2 separate regions of the Mus musculus genome follow, and region 2 is linked to region 1. A link is a contact called in public Hi-C data. All regions are on one chromosome and are shown on one strand. The core of a region is the stretch at or near the end of the contact, and the rest is flanking DNA. Distances in the headings are between cores, read along the strand shown.

What was found. A called contact is a pair of places that touch in the nucleus more often than the background predicts.
Region 2: a Hi-C map of the N1E-115 cell line shows a contact between it and region 1, with 2.6 times the contacts expected there. The contact joins two enhancer-like sites.

The regions. Positions count from the first base shown.
Region 1 is chr1:78,001,780-78,004,479 of GRCm38.p6, forward strand. No RefSeq gene overlaps it. Among named protein-coding and RNA genes, the nearest start is that of Gm26263, 100 kb to the left of the region's middle. Within about 2 kb of position 1,367, at least 3 of the 459 cell types and tissues checked have an H3K27ac peak or open chromatin away from gene starts, as enhancers often do. A contact at or near this core is called in the N1E-115 cell line, where this site is marked.
Region 2 is chr1:78,336,955-78,339,654 of GRCm38.p6, forward strand. All of the region lies in intron 1 of Sgpp2 (sphingosine-1-phosphate phosphatase 2), which reads left to right. Among named protein-coding and RNA genes, the nearest start is that of Gm51634, 19 kb to the right of the region's middle. Within about 2 kb of position 1,352, at least 32 of the 459 cell types and tissues checked have an H3K27ac peak or open chromatin away from gene starts, as enhancers often do. A contact at or near this core is called in the N1E-115 cell line, where this site is marked.

The DNA of each region.
Region 1 (2,700 bases), core at 117-2,616:
TTTTGTGAATTGTATCTTGGGTATTCCGAGCTTCTGGGCTAATATCCACTTATCAGTGAGTGCATATCATATGAGTTCTTTTGTGATTGGGTTACCTTACTCAGGATAATATCCTCCAGATCCATCCACTTGCCTAAGAATTCCATAAATTCATTGTTTTTAATAGCTGAGTAGTACTCCATTGTGTAAATATACCACATTTTCTGTATCCATTCCTCTGTTGAGGGGCATCTGGGTTCTTTCTAGCTTCTGGCTATTATAAATAAGGTTGCTATGAACATAGTGGAGCATGTGTCCTTATTACATGTTGGAACATCTTCTGGATATATGCCCAGGAGTGGTATTGCTGGATCCTCCAGTAGTACTATGTCCAATTTTCTGAGGATCCACCAAACTGATTTCCAGAGTGGTTGTACCAGTTTGCAATCCCATATAATAATAAATAAATCTTACAAAAAAAAAAAAAAAAAAAAAAAGGATGGAGTCTCCTCTAAAACCTTCAGAATTAAGCTCTCTCCCAGTCTCTCCACCTTTGGTATGAAACATCCAACAAAACTGTAAGCCAAGGAATGTGTGCTGCTTCTGTCACTTGGATTTTCCTTTATTAAATTTTATTACATTAATAAATAGTGTGTGTGTGCATTGCAGGGGCGGGAATGTGTATGCAACATAGAGAGTATACATAGGTCAGAGGACAGCCTGCTGGTATCTATCCTTTCCATCCACCATGCAGGTCCCAAGGACCAAATTCAGTTTGTCAGACGTAGCAGGAAATGCTTTTAACCTCTGAACCATCCTGCTGGCCCCGTTTGTGATGTTTGTAAAATGACTGCAATAAAACATGGGATTGGTTTACTGTTCTTAATGAACCCTTTAAATACTCTAAATTTGATATGAGGAAAATACAAATTATGTTAAAGGAAAGCTCTTTTGGGATTTTGATGGTTTTTAGATATAGAAAGAGAGCTGAGACGAAAACTTGAAGGAAGACAGGATTAGTGGACCCCTTCTTGTTCATAAAGCAAGCCAGTGGATGCCAAAGACAGTCTCTTGCATCAAGTACCAGGGGAATTTGTCATTCTTATCTAATTGGAATCTCCAGAGTTCTGTCCCAGGAAATTATCGTTTTGGGGTTTTGTTTTGTTTTGCTAAAAAAAAAAAAAAAAAAAAAAAAAAAAAAAAAAAAGAACAAGCTTGCCAGCCAGTCCTTCTGTTAACTAAGGACTAGAGATGGAAATAGCCAAAACGGGCATTTCATCCATCTCTTTGGGAATTCAAGGATAGAGACATGCTTTGGTTACCCCAGCACTAAAAGAGATGATGTGTGAGGTCAGCTCTTACAGGAAGAGCTCACAAACCCCTTTGAGAGCAGAGGCCGGCAGCTCTTGGCCTGCCCCAGTGGGCTTCCCTCTTAACTTCCTTCAAATAGCTCCAAACTCCTCCAGACTCCTTCATGCAAGTGGCTTTGGCTCACTGATACCCCAAATTCACCTCCAGGCAACTTTGCAGTTTCTGCTTGATTGCCAACTGGCAGATTCTCTTGTCTTTCTTAATCGCACTTCCACAGATAGAAGATATGATTGGTCTAGCTTGTCTCCTAGAGCCAGGCCATGCTCAAATTTGTCAGACAGCCCATGCCTCTGCTGCTCTGAAATCAAATTCACCTATCTGCCTTAATAATCTGAGTACGGGGGCCTAGATAAACAAGGCACAGGACATGAGTGGCCATGCAGCAGACACTGTGGGCAGGGCACTGTTCCCTTGGAAGGGCCTGTGGCAGAAGAGCTGTTATGATTATTATCATCAGAGTGGTTTTTGTTTTGCTCTCATAGTACAGAAGAACCCATCTTGTATTGTGTTATGTTTTTTTATCAGTTCAGTTGTCTTTTGATGGAAATACTGATAGACGGGCTGACAGTTCAAGTGTTGGTAGGATATGAAGATTCTAGAAATACAGGCTATGTGATTCTCTCTGCTTCTTTCATTTATCCAGTATTCATTGCTAAGTAATGTTATCCTAGCTATTTTTTTCTCCTCCCTCATCTCCATGGCATCTCACTTGACCCTCTCTTTCCTCCCTTTCTACCCTCCCCCACCTGCTTTGCAATCTTAGTATTAAAAAAAAAAGGAAAATAAAGTATTCTCAAAGGAAAATAAAGCATGCTCCCAGTGTGGTCTACTTCACTGGCTTACGAGGTTTGCTTCGGATCTAGGACAGTTTTACGAACTGTTTTTGTCCTTTGATTGTTTTCCTTTAAAGGAGGGAAAGCATGCAAATATTAAATTATTTATTGTAAATGTAACAACCAATGCATACTTCAATTTTTGGGGCTTGTCACTTTAGAGCACGCAGCAAGTGTTGAGATGGAGCAGAGGCCCTGCCTTTGTGTATCCGTACCCACAGATTTCAGCATGTGTGACGGTTTAGTTTTGTGTTTGGGTAAATTATTTGTGTGTGTGTCATTGTATAATTTCTTCTGTGTTTGTGTGTGTATGTTTGTAGTTTTCTTGGTATGTGTGTGTGTGTTTCAATGGAACAAGATCACATTGTTTTCTTATGCTGCCCTGTATATTTTTCATTTGTTACTGAGAATTGAAAGAAGGCAGTTTCTATTTTGACTAAATTGTTAGACTGCTCCAAAAAAAAAAAAAAAAAAAAAAATGGGGGAGGGGGAAGGGGAAAAAAAAAGCAGAAACATC
Region 2 (2,700 bases), core at 102-2,601, 340 kb after region 1:
ATATATTGTAATTATATAATATATAATATATGTGCACATGTTGGGGTCACAGGGAGATATCAGGTGTCCCATTCTATTAATAATCAACTTATTACTTTGCGACAGAGTCTCTCACTGGTAGCTAGGTTAGTGACCAGCAAGCCCTACCAGCCTCCTGAATCTCTTTCTGCCCTGCATAGTGTTTAGGTTACAGGTATACGCAGCCATGCCAAGTTGCTTGTTGTTGTTGTGTTGTTTGATTGTTTGTTTTGTACAGCAATTTCCAATACCCACGGTGCCATCTCTCCAGCCCAATGTGTGTCAATTCTTTTGATGACCTCTGGAGGTCATGTCCAGTGGTTACCCTGTACCTTCCAGGTTGCACTCTATGATGCCTGCATTGTGAGAAACTTGCCTGATGATGTGTGTCTCAGAACAGTTCCCTGTTGCTAAAGGATTCATTCTAGTTTAATGCCAGATTTAAAAAAAAAAAAGTGTAGTAAGGAAATGTATAGCTGGAAAAAGCTAGAGAAAGAGAGAGAGAATATGCCTCCAGCACCATGAGACTGCGCTGGGCATACAGGAGTGAATATATCACATGAGACACCTACTGTCCCTATGACAAGATACTGAGGCAGGGCGTGATCCAAAATGACCACTTAGTGTCCGGCCACACCTAACTTTTGGTTCAAGCTGTGAAACACATGCTTGGGAATGCCTCCCAGAGCTGAGAATTTAGGAATCATTTAGTGTCTGCATCGCAGTGAGACTGGGGGCTCTCACTGGATTCTGTATGAAAAGAATCCAACACAGCTCTTTTGAATTTTATGTTTGCTCTGTGTGAGGAACACCACATTCGACTCCCCACCCCATGACTTCTTGGTTTCTACTCATCCATTCAGGCTGATGACACAAACAACTCCACTTCTGTCATGTTGCAAGCCTTGTGACATTTTCCAGCATGAGGGATGGTGAAGAGAGCATAGATCTGCGGTCTGACAGTTGGCTTGGGATATTTCCTATCTCACTTTGTAGCATATAAACATGGACATACAGGTTAACCTCTCGGAGGAAACTCCCACTCCTGCAAAGCGGCGTTAGTCCTCATTCCGAGTATGATATTGTGGCGAGTGTGGGAGAAAAGGCAGATGGCAGGCACCCAGAAAGTGTGTATTAAGTGCTCAGTCCATTGCTAGCATTAGGAGACCCTGCATTATCTGATGTTAGGTTCACAGCGTGGAACAAGTTTCCAAGAAACATGATGTTTTCTGTGCAGAAGTCTCACGCTCGAAATTTTATAGACTGTGAACAGCCTGGTGACATGACGCGGGGCGAGGCTCCCCTGGTGGCGTCTCTCTGAAGCTCAGCATGCAGAGTGTTTTATCTCCCCAGTTTACATGCTTGTGCAGACAGCAGAATATGGAACCAGTCAGACTCCTCATTATGACAGTGGTCCAGAGCCAGGAGCCAATCATCCAGTGACAAAGAGCTTGGTGACCAGCTGTTCTCCATCTCCAGTGAGCCGAGAGCAAGAGGAAATGGGTTTAAGCTGCGTGAAGGATTGGGTTATTTATGGCCGAGTTTCCTGATGCTGAAGGTTGCTCAACATTAGGACTGGATTACAGAGAGAGGCTGGAGAATTCCCATTGGTGGAGATTGTGAAAACATGTTCTTGTTTGTGACATTGCTAAGAGCTGTCTTCCAACTGTGCTCTGTCTTGTCTCTCTCCCTTTCCACCCAGATGGTCCAATCGAACCATCCCTAACAGACTAGATACAGGGAGGATCGAAGCTGTCAGAATACTGTCCACTTTGGGGCAGTCTGATCTCGGGTTTTTATATTCTACATGAAGTTTACACGCACAAGTTAAATTAGCTGGCACCTAGCATATCAATGTCTTCCTACAAGATGAAAAATGCAAGGGCGCCAGTTTATGGCTTTGATTAATGTGGATTGCATGTGTGATGTGTTTTCCATTGCTGGGGGTTAAATTTAGGGTCCCCTGTGTACTGAGATGGTGATGTACCATGGAGCCACACCCTCAGCCCCACACTTCTTCCCTTGTAAAAGCATAGTCTTGTACCTATTGTGGCAAGGTCTGTGTCCCAGCACACAGGAGAGTGGGACAGGAGAATCAGCCTTACTATGTAGAAAGTCTGTCTCAAAAATACCTAGAAAGGCCTGGAAAGATAGCTCAGTTACCAAAGTGCAAGGCAAGCATGGGACCTGGGTTTAATCCCCAGGACCCCCATAGAAAACGTCAGGCATCGTTATATGGGCATTGAATCTCGGTGCTTGCAAGGTGGACACAGGCAGATTCCTTACTCCACAGCCTTAGTCCCGACAGCCTAACTCCATAACTTTCAGGCCAGTGAGATAGGGAGAGAGAGAGAGAGAGAGATCCTGTTTCAAAAAACAAAACAAAACAAAACAAACAAACAAACCAAAAAAAAAAAAACAAAACGTAGGAAGTGCCTGAAGTTATTCTCTGGCCTCTACATGTATATGTGTGCTCCCTCCCCCCATCCATCCCTCCTCCCGTCCATGTACATCTGTGCACACGCATGCATGGATACATGTACACCTGCATATACACACATATACACTTTCACACACTCGTGTACTTACACATTTGTACACACACACACAGAAACAACCCCAACTAAATAAAATAAAATAAAATAAAATAAAATAAAATAAAAGAATATAGCCCTTACCAGC